Linked DNA regions of Triticum aestivum: region 2 is linked to region 1. The links are chromatin contacts, called in public Hi-C maps. All regions are on one chromosome and are shown on one strand. Each heading gives the region's core, a stretch centred on a gene start, on an enhancer-like site or on the middle of the called end of the contact. The rest is flanking DNA. Distances are from core to core; before and after follow the strand shown. Region 1 has its middle 120 kb from the start of LOC123127342. Region 2 has its middle 130 kb from the start of LOC123130583.

What was found. Hi-C and Micro-C count contacts between places; a contact is called where the count stands out from the background.
Region 2: a Hi-C map of leaf shows a contact between it and region 1, with 5 times the contacts expected there. The contact joins two enhancer-like sites. A contact is called at or near these places in 3 of 5 Hi-C or Micro-C datasets (all in leaf).

What each region holds. Positions count from the first base shown.
Region 1 is chr6A:226,737,471-226,744,082 of IWGSC CS RefSeq v2.1, forward strand. No RefSeq gene overlaps it. Among protein-coding and RNA genes, the nearest start is that of LOC123127342, 120 kb to the left of the region's middle. Within about 2 kb of position 3,396, at least 2 of the 8 cell types and tissues checked have an H3K27ac peak or open chromatin away from gene starts, as enhancers often do. A contact at or near this core is called in leaf, where this site is marked.
Region 2 is chr6A:227,244,127-227,250,738 of IWGSC CS RefSeq v2.1, forward strand. It overlaps the pseudogene LOC123127344. Among protein-coding and RNA genes, the nearest start is that of LOC123130583, 130 kb to the left of the region's middle. Within about 2 kb of position 2,550, at least 5 of the 8 cell types and tissues checked have an H3K27ac peak or open chromatin away from gene starts, as enhancers often do. A contact at or near this core is called in leaf, where this site is marked.

The DNA of each region.
Region 1 (6,612 bases), core at 2,146-4,645:
AGAAATCATGAATTCGAAAATACATTAGGAATTTACTAAATAAATAAATAAAACAGAACAAAACCATGAAAGGAAATACAAAAAAAGAAAAAAAAATGGTTCAGGAAGGATCTAGAACCCTTCCAAAGCCGCTGGAGAAAGACACGAGCGAAGCCCGTACATTGGCTGGCCCATACCGTGTGCGCTTTTCCACGGGAAATAGGAACTGCCACCCATTCTGCCATGCAAAGCTTCGAAATTTAGATTTAAATTTTGTAACTTTGCGGTGAAAATATCGGCTGTTTTGCCTTAACAACGAGTCCCACACACGCCTGTAACAAAATGTGCTCTCAAACCTAAAATTAGTTTGTAACTATTGTAGTTTTGTCTGTAGGATAGCTACGGACTCCCACACGCACATGTTTATGATCTTGATATTTGATGGACCTGATTATGTGAACGGGTATCCCCGGGACCATTTATCTATACTACTATTAAATAATCAAACAAGAACTTCTTTAAACACACTCCACAAAGCATACACAGATCCAATATCACCGCACGATTAGGCCACTAAAATCAATCTAACGATTAACCTTAACCTAAACCATTTTCTGTATGCACTTAGCAATTTACATTGACTGACCGTACTCCACCGTGTAGAAAAATATGAAACTCCACGTCTGAGCAATTAGAAAACTAATAATCACGGATGCATCCTATTTTAGAAAACTAAATCAGAGTGCATCCATCATATTAGGAAACTAATCTCAAACAAATCCACTTAGCAATTTACATTGACTGACCGTACTCCACCGTGTAGAAAAATATGAAACTCCACGCCTGAGCAATTAGGAAACTAATAATCACGGATGCATCCTATTTTAGAAAACTAAATCAGAGTGCATCCATCCTATTAGGAAACTAATCTCAAACAAATCCATCCTATTAAAAAATTTATCTCGGACACATCCATCCTATTAGGAAGCTAATCGCGAGCCGCTTGCCGCCATCATGCACGCTAGCCACGATGGGGGAAGCGCGAGGAGCTTCGTCTTCCTCCGGAAACACACATGCTATCGCCGCCATCGTCTTCTGTTTGGAGGCCAGTCGCTCTTCTGCCGCTACTGCGACGACTTCATCCACGTCCAGGGCATAGTCTCCGGTAACCATCGGCATCTGCGTTGACTTCAGCGCCGTTCGCAGCACCCACACCGACAAAGTGTCTGTTCAGTGGGTGCACGTGCATTACATATTAAATAAGAATCGTGGGGCTTCAAGCAATCTAGAATTATAGATTTGGGATTATCTTAGGTTGCCGATTGTTGTACTGAAAATGTGTAATTATATATGGCATGTACATAAGAATGCAGCAATCTTGTCTTACAAAGTAGGATCAAGAGGGATACTGAAGAAGTCAAGATGCAGAGTCTATTTCCCATGATTATTTCTCATGTTCATGTCGACTTCCTTGGGCTTTACTTCGTACCACCATATGCATTAAACTGGACCGTATCAAGAGGTAACGACATCCCCTTGATTATAATTGCCTTATTTGTACTATTTGATCAGTGTGTGTTTTACATATGACGTTACTTTACCTGGAATTAAGGTGGGTTGCGCTGCCTAGGCACTATCTCCAGGGATAGGTTGGAAACCAGAATATACGATTCATTCTTAGAGAAAACTTTACACGCGTCACTTTAACATAATTGCATAGCAATCCAGTAAATTATGTAAGATTCAGTAGGAGGCAAGATATTGAAGATGTACTACTATTTCAGTTATATGATTCTATACATCTAAAACGGGTCACATGCTGTTTAAGGCCTTATTTGCACCGCCTCTCTTTTTTTGTCTGCGCGCCTCTTTCCTCCAATAATAATAATAATGAACAACTTTTTCCGGATCAGGTATTACACAGTTACAAATGTATGCTGAAGCTACTCCTTACAACAAGGAAAAAGAGGATGAATGCTTTCTATCTTCACCAGTTTTGTAGCATGTTGCAAATTGTTGGCTCTTTCTTATTTGAGGATTCATCATTTTTTTGTAATTTAGAAGCTGACCTGAAAGCTCGATAAGGTTAAGCTTGACAAATACTCTAGAATACTTTTTCTTCCATCTTTATTTTTCTTCATAACTCATTTCAGTTTCTATACGTACAAAGCGTCTTACATCATTGTAAGTTAGTATGGTTGCCAACGCATAAACACATACAAAACCGGATAAATATTTTCTATCATGATAATTATTGGATTTCTTTTAGCCCTTTTGCATTTCAATTAGTTCTTGTAAATCATCTTTATTTCATATAGAAGTCGTTGTAGTCACATATCATCTTCTATTTCCTATTATCCATCGTAGGTAGCTATATAATTTTGGCAGTCCACACAACCAAAAAAAATATATAATTTGATCCAAATTAGTACAAATATATATTTTGCTATGCAGATTGGTAGAATAAAATAAGATTCGAGAATTAAGCATCTTGAACAATATAATTGCACCGTAAGGCAGTTTATATTTTTTTTTCTTGGCTACACTCGAAGAGAAGACTATACTACATGCCTATATTACTGCATTAATAAATAATTGCTGATTTTATTTAAATGAGAATATTTTCCTGCTATTACTCTATGCAGCAACATAACCACTATTGTGTCTCGTTTGTGAAATACAATTTGAGCGACATCTAACATTGTGTATCCATTTGATTTATATTTTTAAAAACGTTAATTTTTTTATATTATGTAAATTCACTTGTTTTACGTTTGAGACGTGCGTTGCACATGCACGCTTACTAGTTTGCTTCTAGAAATCTTTCTTGGGCTTCGTTGTGACTTGTCACAGGGCGCCACATTGAACGCCCAAATATCACAAAACCAACAGCAAATCAGCGGCCGCGCAAGAGCAACTAGCAGTGTCACGAGAACAAGACGCTCCACCGCGTGGTCATGCACGCACGCACGCACAGGGGATGGGGCCGTACAAAAGATCAGTACGACCCACCGGGCTAGCCTAGCCTAGCCTTGCCGGAGAAGTTTACACAACTGTCACCTCATATGACAACATTACCGAAAAATGTGTGTGCACCCTTGAACAGTCATTCCATGGAAGGATGTCGACCGCATTGGCACGGTCAGCTGCTGACCTCATATGACAACGTTACCCGTGACTGTATCTGTACGCTTGAACGAAGAGATGTAAGTCTTGCATGGAAGGATATCGATCGATCGGGTGATCTCGTCTGAGAACACAGCAGCACGAGCATTCCTTGCTTAATTGTGCACCCCCGGGCCCGTCCGTGGATGTGTTGGCCAGTTCTTGTCAAGTGGATCATCGGTAATGGCGTCCAGAAGGAGGGGAGGCGTGATGATTGGGGACCTAGGCGGCTCTACCTACAGGTCGTAACAGGACAGGTATTCGTTGCGCTTGCAGTATTCTATGCAAGGCACGGGTCGAGCCTTTTCACGGTACGCCACATGCAGGAACAATTCGTGCTGTCACATGTCATGGAAAAACGGGAGGCTATTTTTCATCAGAAACAAAAAACACACGGTCGCATGGCCATCGTCATGCATGTTTAATGCGTGCCAAGGCAGTGGCAGTCACAGTCTTGGCGCACCTTCCTGGTACGTTAGCTGAGATGCTCTCGCGCGCGAGGGAACATGGAGAGCCTCAGGTGTGCCACTACGGAGCCAAGTAAACAGCCGGCTAATTAACACTGACGTGATGTGATTTGCCAAGATGGTCCATTGCACCCAACCGGAACGGGGTAACCACCACAAGCCCATTAATTCGCCCTAAGTGTTACGCACCTACCTCTTGCAAAATATATTGTCCGGTAATCTTCTTCGTTTAATCAAGCATCTCACACACATGACCCTATAGGAGGAAGGAAGAACAAACATGTCTCAGAAATTTACAAAGATGACCCTGGACAGAAAAAAAAGGTGATCACATCCAAAGCTGCATCCCTTGGCTCCAATCTCGTCGGCATCGGGGACCAGACCAATTGGTCTGCCGAAACTTCTACATCATGTCGTCGTAGACACCACCTTGAAGCATCAGTTCGTCCCAAATGACATCATTGTTAGGAGGAATGAAATTCACCGCCCTCTGGCCCGAGGATGCGACGAATCATTAGAGATAGCCGGCCAGCCGACAAGGGCTCCATGGCTCCTCCAAATCCATGGACAATGATGTGTATGATCCCCATAGTATGCCTTCAGTGATAGAGCTAGGAATTAAAAATAGGGGGGACAAATGACACAAACTTTTGATTTCAGGGGACAAACTACAGTAATGCAGGTAATGTTTTTCCAAATTTGGCATTGTTCATCTCTAAATTAGGAGCAAATCAGTGATGTTATGGGGGCAATGCCCCTGCTGTTCCACTGTCTCCGCCACCGTCCAGCAGGACGCTAGGGGCTCCTCCCCAAATTCAGGGATGACTCCGCCTGTGCCATAAGCTTGGGCCCAGTGAGGTCAAGCACTAGGAGGCCAGGTCAAGGTGAACCTTCCAACACCTCTCCTTGCCGGTACCGCGACTGCAGAAGAAGAGGGGAACAACCACACCACCTGGCGCAACCCAGTGCTTATTGAGGTAGGAAGTGCCGGACCTACAACCATCGGTCCACCTCCACCATGGAGGAGAGGTTGAGGACGACGCCAACAAGCATCGGGAAATGCACGCAAGCACCGGAGCCTTGCAATCTAACGACATAACATCAGTTGCCCCATGGGCAAGTCTACACCTATAACTACCCTGTAAAGAGGCCCAACCTCCTCACTCACTCCGGAAGGTGAAGCCGCTGGAGGAGGAGGGGAGAGTAGTCTCTAGTTTGAATGAAGCATGATGTGTGGCAAATGGCATAAAATATCTAAAAAAACTACCTTTTGTTGGAACTATTGAAGATTTATTGCAATATTATTTCAAATAATTCCTAGAAAAAATTCCAGAGGCTTGTATGGCCCTATCCTACATGACAATGTGCGTGAAAAGTTTAGACATGTCGTACTAGTGGAGGGTGTGGGATACTAACGTATAAGGTCGGTTGCTTCACACACACCACTAAGAGCTTGTGAAGATGGCACATACACACGCTCCTTCTCCGGCACCATCCACCTCGCCAGCGTGGTGGTTCGCTTGACTGCTGGACTCTTATTCACCATGGGTGCGGATGGCTTCTTCCCCGACGTCGACAACATCCGTTGCAACATGTTGCTTGGTGTTAGTGCTATGATTGAAACCACTGATAACCCACAAGTATAGGGATCACAACAATTTTCGAGGGTAGAGTATTCAACCCAAATTTATTGATTCGACACAAGGGGAGCCAAAGAATATTCGCGAGTATTAGTAGATGAGTTGTCAATTCAACCACACCTGAAAGACTTAATATCTGCAGCAAAATATTTAGTAGCAAAGTAGTATGGAAGTAACGATAACAATGGCAAAAGTAACGTTGGCAGTTTTGTAGTGATTGCAACAGTAGTAGCAATGAAAGTAACTTAGCAAAGATCAATATGCGAAAAGCTCGTAGGCAATGGATCGGCAATGATAATTGTGTTGGATGATATTCATCATGTAGCAGTCATAACCTAGGGTGACACAAAACTAGCTCCAATTCATCAATATAATGTAGGCATGTATTTCGTATATAGTCATACGTGCTTATGGAAAAGAACTTGCATGACATCTTTTGTCGTACCCTCCCATGGAAGCGGGGTCCTAATGAAAACTAAGGGATATTAAGGCCTCCTTTTAATAGAGAACCGGAGCAAAGCATTAGCACTTAGTGAATACATGAACTCCTCAAACTACGGTAATCACCGGAAAGAATCACAATTATTGTCACCTTGGGGTATGCAGATCATAACTCGTAATTGGTGTCTACAACTTGCAAGATAGGATCAATAACTCAAATATATTAATGAAAACATAATAGGTTCAGATCTGAAATCATGGCACTTGGACCCTAGTGACAAGCATTAAGCATAGCAAAGTCATAGCAATATCAATCTCAAAACATAGTGGATACTAGGGATCAAACCCTAACAAAACTAACTCAATTACATGATAAATCGCATCCAACCCGTCATCGTCTAGCAAGCCTACGATGGCATTACTCATGCCAATGGTGAGCATCACGAAATTGTTGATGGAGGAAGGTTGGTGATGATGATGGCGATGAATCCCCCTCTCCAACAGAACGGGCTCCAGATCAGCCCTCCCGATGAAGAATAGGAGGCGGCGGCTCTCTATCGTAAAACATGATGAATCCTTCTCTCCGACTTTTTTCTCCCTGAATAGGAATATATGGAGCTGGAATTAGGGTCGGAGGAGGTCCAGGGGGCCCACAAGCCCTCTAGGACAAAAGAGTTCGGAAAAGTAGATACGATGAAGACGTATCAACTCCCCCAAGCTTAACCCATTGCTTGTCCTCAAGCAATTCAAAACTGAAAGTGACAAAGAAAACTTTTACAAACTCTATTTGATCTTATTGTTGCAAATATGTCTAGCCAATATTCAGGTTTTCAGTAAAGATTATGAACTAACCATATTCACAATAACATTTGGGTCTCACATTTACCCATATCAATAGCACAATCAACTAGCGAGCAATA
Region 2 (6,612 bases), core at 1,300-3,799, 510 kb after region 1:
AAGAAGAATTTGATATTGAAGAGGAGGAGGATCTTGCAGTGATCCTATCTACGCACATCAACAAAAAACCGAAGCACGGTGGTTCGGTTATGGGTCGGCAGAAAATTTGGAGAGATAAGATCGATGCCGACAAGAGATAGATGGGGCACTATTTTGTGCATAATTCCGTGTACCCCGAGTCATACTTCCGGCGCCGGTTTAGAATGAGCACCGAGTTGTTCAGGTGCATTGCAGATAGATTGGCGAGCCATGATCGGTTCTTCAGCAAAGGAGGAATGTCGCGCGAGAGCTTGAGCATAGCACCTTTCAGGAGGTGACAGCCGCTTTGCATATGTTGGCATACGGTATTCCGGCTGATCTAGTTGATGACCACTTGGCCATGGGTGAGAGTCAAGCCATCATGTGTGGCAAGCGCTTCGCAATCGAAATTGTGCAAGTGTTTGGCCAGGAGTATTTGAGATCTCCCAATGATGAAGACGCCGCAAGGCTTTTGGAGATGAACAAAGTTTGCGGGTTCCCAGGTATGCTTAGCTCAATAGATTGCATGTATTGGAGTTGGAAGAACTGTCCTAAGGCATGGCATGGCCAATTCCACGGCCAAAAAAGGGATTCCACTATAATCCTTGAAGCAGTGGTCGATCAAGAGACTTGGATTTGGCATGTTTTTTTTGGAATGCCTGGATCTTTGAATGATATCAATGTTGTTAATCGGTCACCACTCATGAATAAGATTACAAATGGTGAACTGTCATCGGTGCAGTTTGTAGCAAATGGCCATACATACAACTATGGCTACTATCTTGCGGATGGCATCTACCCAAAGTGGCAAACATTTGTGAAGCCGTTGAAAAAACCGAAATGTAAGAAAAAAACTTGATTTCCACAATGCTCAGGCGGCGGCTAGGAAAGATGTGGAGAGAGCTTTTGGAATTTTGCAAGCCCAATTTGCCATTGTTACAGGACCGGCTAGATTTTGGGATCAAAAGATGCTTTGATACAACATGCATGCTTGTGTGATCATGCACAATATGATCATCAAGAATGAGCGTGGCCAAAATTTATACTACTCTCAGTATGAGCTCTTGGGACATCCGTGCGAGTGCGGCGGAGGGCTGCGAGGGTGGCCTGATTTGTTGCCTCCTATCATGCCATTCAACGTGTTGAAACGCATGATGATCTTCAGAAGGATCTTATCGAGACGTGGTGGACATAGAATGGCCGACAAAGAGCATCATGATTTGTATGTTTGATGTTGTATTGTTGAACTATTTGTTGTATTGCTAGATAAACTATTTGTTTGAGTTGTAATAATAAAATTGAACTATTTATTGTTGATTTATTTTATTTGTGTTTGATCTTTTTGGTTCTGTTTGAAGTGCATATATTGTTTGTGCTAGAGTGCATGCGCAGTTTTTTTGCAGCAGCTACTGGAGCGGCTCGTGCGCGCTATACTTTCCAGCGGCCGCTGAAGCAAGTGCTCTTCGCCACGCAAAAACTCACGACTACAACATTGTAAACGATTTTTTAGCACGTCACACAGCTGTTGAAGATGCTCTTAGGCGTAACAAGCTCCGACGACCTGAGTCCTCTCTCCAAAGGATCATTCGGTTGGGCCAGCAGTGATACACCCATTTGGCTGAACATTGCCAAGCCTATCCAGTTGAATATCGGAAACATGCATCCACCAAAATCTCCAAATTATGCATATTGCCGAGACTTCCATTTGTGCTCCCCTTCACCAAAATCTTCAAATCTATATCTATATCTATATCTATTCTATATCTATACCTACTATTAAACAAAGTGATATTCTTAGTTTCGTCCCGCGTAGTGCGGTAGGTCATTAATATTACCTGGGTTCGCACGTCTCCTGATCGAGCACACGATCGAGAGTCCTCCGGTCTCGTATGGGCATTTCCTATTTGGCGCCTATGCGCTGGCCCATCTATGCGCCGGTTGACATTTTCTTTTTTGAAAATTCTGTGAACTTTTTTGAATATATATGAACTTTTTAAAAATTTCAACAGTTTTTTTGTAGGTTGATGAACTTTTTTGAATATCGATGAGCTACTTTGAAATTTGATGAACATCTTTTTGAAAATGGATGAATTTTTTTATTTATGAACTTTTTTAAGTTTAATGAACTTTTTCTAAAAATACATGAACTTTTTTTGAATTTCTATAAACTTTTTTCAAATTTTATGAACTTTTTCTAAATTGGATGAACTTTTTTTCAATTTGAATGAACTTTTTTTCAAATTGATGAACTTTTTTCAAAATTGATGAACCTTTTTTAAAGATACGAATCTTTTATTTAAAATGGATGAACCATTTTTCTTTAAATCTGTAAACCTTTTTTGATTTCATATTTGTATTTTCGTAACAAAAAAATAAAAAAATAAAAAACTGGGACAGACGCTAGTGGGCCGGCTGATGCTAGCAGCGCTGCAGGCGCCGGATCGTTAACGGGCGCCTGCAGCGCTGCATAGGAGCTCCCTCTCATACATCCCACCTTATTATATCCAGCAGCGTACACCTGGGCCAGGTTTTGCTGTTATATATGGGCCACTAATTGATCTGTGCAGCCCCACATACCTTAAAGTGCCAGCCAACAGAGTTAGTGCCAATGCCTAGAAAAACAGAGTTAGTGCCACCTTAGAAATAGAATTCCTTGTCACCGAGGGCGTCACCGAGAAATAGAATTCCTTTATTACTCCCTCCGTAAACTAATATAAGAGCGTTTAAAATACTAAAATAGTGATCTAAACGCTCTTATATTAGTTTACAGAGGGAGTACTAATTAATAGTCCCATCCTGTCTCTTTACAGAAATTCTACCAACTTATATACCTTCGTAAATTGCAATAGTCACAAGCCAAGGCACAAACAAGAAGTGGAGGATGAGATATGGGTCCTATGTACACTACAAAAAAGAAGAATTAACTTAGCTATAGCTGGATCTGACAATAAGAGATATGGGTCCTATGTACACTACGCGGAAGAAAGAAAGTCACATAGTCATATATGACCAACCAAAGAGAATTTATTTAAAACAAAAACATCCTACGTGCTCACAAAGGCAGCTTAAAAAAATATCCTAAATTGATCTTTAGAGATGCATTATTGATAGGAAAACGTTTAGAATCAGTCGGATGAAAAGTTTCTCGCGTGAGCCGCTCTCTCTGCAAACCACGTGTCGCTGGGGGGGGGGGGGGGGGGGGGGTGCCAACCGCTCCCTTCCCCTTTCTCTCGTTGGTCACGCGGCAGAGGTGAGCAAGCAGCATCACTGCAGCGGAGTAGGGGACGACTGTCGACGAGCACCGCACGAGGTCGCTGAAGCTCCGCCATGGCTGCTTTGAAGTGTCACCGGAGCTGCATCCCAGCATTACCGTGTTGCATCGCTGCTTCGCTCGTCGTCGCCGCGCGCTGCGTCGCAGCAGAGGAGGTGACGACCGTCGGCGTCGCCTGATTCATCCTCGCTGGAGCACCGCGCGAGGTCGTTGAAGCTCCGACATGGATGCTTTGAAGAGCTGCCGAAGCTGCACCACAGCACCCCCGCGCTGCATAGCAGCTTCCCCCATCGCCGGCGCGTGCTACGTCGCAGCTTCCGCCATGACTGTCGTGTGCTGCGTAGCAGCGTTCGCCGTTGACGTCGGCGCTCCAATGAAGCGCGCCCGGGGCTTCAATGGAGCGTCGTCCGGGTCGTTGGAGCTCCGTCGCGGCTGCAATGGAGCGTCGTCTGGGTCGTTGGAGCTCCGCCGCGGCTGCAATGGAGCTTCATTGGAGCTGCAATGAAGCCCTCGTCGTCGGCCACCGGTGCTCCAATGAGCCACGTCGCCGGCCCCGGTGCTCCAATGAATGCCACCGGCGCTGCAATGAAGCCACATCGTTGCCGGCCACCGGTGCTGCATTGAAGCCACGTCGTCGCCGGCCACCGGTGCTGCATTGAATCCACGTCGTCGCCGGCCACGGGGTGGTTCTTCTACTCTGCAGCAGTGCTGAAGCGGCGACACTGTTTGGCAGCAACAGAGAGGGCGGCCAGGGGGATGGTAGGCTGCTAAGTGCGACATTTGGGTTTGTTGACTCGGGAGGAGAAAGACGAGAGCGGGCTGATGTGCTTAGCCCATCTATGGATGAATCGGAGGACTACGGACCCAACTGATTTTCAGAGGAAATAAGTCGGATGATTTGTAGCAGCGGCCTTATTGATATGCATTTTTTATGCCGCAGTGCGTGCGCAGCCACCGGGTAGAAAAAAATCATTGGAAACTTGAGTATGGTCACAACCAATTTTTTACCTCGGATGGTACCATTGCCGCGCTAATGGACGCGTTAATTTTTTGTACCAGTGCAAGTGCAACACATGGGCATATGTGCTAGTCATGCATATATATTGTGGAACAAATATCAGTGGACGGCAATTTACTCCAAAACACTGTCACTATCCTCAGGAAAAACATCCTAAGGATTCCAATCCTACAAATAAACAAGGGTTTGTCCTAGTTATTGCACATCTAAGCAATCAAATCACACTACAAAGAAAAAGAAAAAAGGCAAAAGTAAATGTCTGCATGAATCTTCATGTAAAATTAATGATACATGACTTAGATATGCAATACTTAGGGCACATCTAGATGTGTTTTAGCAAAACTGAATAAACAACATACATAAAGAGAAAAAACATCATGAAAAAAATTACTCTGTAAACTTAATACTCCCTCCATCCCAAAATAAGTGTCTTAAACTTAGTACAATTTTGCACAAAAGTTAGTACAAAGTTGACACTTATTTTGGAAGGAGGGAGTATATAAGAACGTTTAGGTCAGTACTATATAAGAATTCCAATACTACAAATCAAGTGAAGTGTGTACATAGAAAAAAAACAAATATTCTTCTGGCAAGGAGCTAGTCAGAGTGTCCTGGCATTACACTGTAATAAAATTGATGCATAATCTAAAGAGGATTGCAAAAATGCATAGATATTGCACAGGCCAGACATGAATACTCAAGAATTCATATCATTAGTTGTGAGTTTTGCATGGCAAAATGTAGCATATACAACTTATAGGTCACAGCCGATCACATGCAGCAGGAGTTGAGTCACACCTGCAAACTTATTGTAAGTTTGGACCACCAACAAAAGAACAAGGGGGGAGAACTACAAGTCATAATTTATGTCCACAGATGTTTCACCGTTGGTGACAGCAGATGGTTAACCCTGGCTAGGCGGCATTACATTACATTTGAAGAGAAGCAAATTTCTTACATCCACAGTAAGCAGATATTTCCTGTGACCAAGTGAAATTAGAATCAGACTTGCTATCTTCTGCTCTGTCCTCCAACTGCTGGTGTTTTGGCTACACATGCAGCTACAATCATATCTTGGGACCCAAAAACTTTGGTGCGATTAGAATTTGTGTTTCACATTTACTAAAGAATCAGAAGGAAATAGTCTGCTATGCTTGGAGTTGAAGGATATCCATCCCGTGGGTGCCAACCGCCTCTTTCGACCCCAATCACGGAATTGACGACAATGTCCTGCACCATTTCCCTGGTTGCATGTGCAAGGCCCAAGCTTTCACATTGAACAAACCAAAAACAGTGAATCTTCTCTAGCACATTCCCTATGCATAATACATGTACAAGCTATTCCCAGCAGCACACGCAATGGAATCCTCAGTTGGGTGCCACGCAAGATGGAGTAACTTTGTTGAGAAGTCATTAGAATTCCCATTGCCATCGGCTCCTGCATTTTCACCCCCTGTGCAACATTTGCACAAGGAGAAGTAGGTCAATCTACTCTACCTATGTGACAGAAATAATCAAATCTATGATACAAGAGACACTTACCTCTCCTCACAGCACGGGTCAAAGAGGTCAGGGTTCTTGTAGGCCTTGTTGGATTAGCAACCTGACGCCTATACAGTTTTCAATCCCAACAAATGAAGAAATAATTAGCCAGGTTTAGAAAACATAATTTATGTTAGGAGTGTGGGTCGGTGAACATTGTTGTGTTTATACCTACTACTAATTGGTCACTGTTCACCTATGTCGAGTATTTGGTAATCCCACCAACTTGGCATATGAATCATAAATGAAACATATAGAAGAAATCTAGGTAGCTCCAGAATAGCAGGAGAATAGGCAGTGCCATATTGAACTAAGTGAAGCATAGAACTATGTCGGATGCAAGGTGCTTATGAATTATGCACAAATTGGACTAGCCCATGTCCAAGTAGAGTATAACCGTTCATAACAACATAAACATAAATAAATAAATAAATAAATCAGAAGATATGGCATACCTCATAGGGTTTCTGCTTGCTTCTAAAGTGGTTGCCTCAGTATTTCCAGGAGTACAACCAAAAACACGGAATAAATTACTACAGTAGAGCACAACAAGAAGAGTACAAGTTAGCATACATGAGTTACAAATTCAACAATGGCTACCACCTTTTATAGCTCATAATGATAATACCTGTAAGAGCCAGTAGCAAGACGATGACCATCCCCACTCAGACAACATTCAAATTTGTCAAAGATTGAATCGTTTTCATATAGATCGCAAAGCTACACCAGATGAGATCAACACATCATTAGGACATAAAAGGTC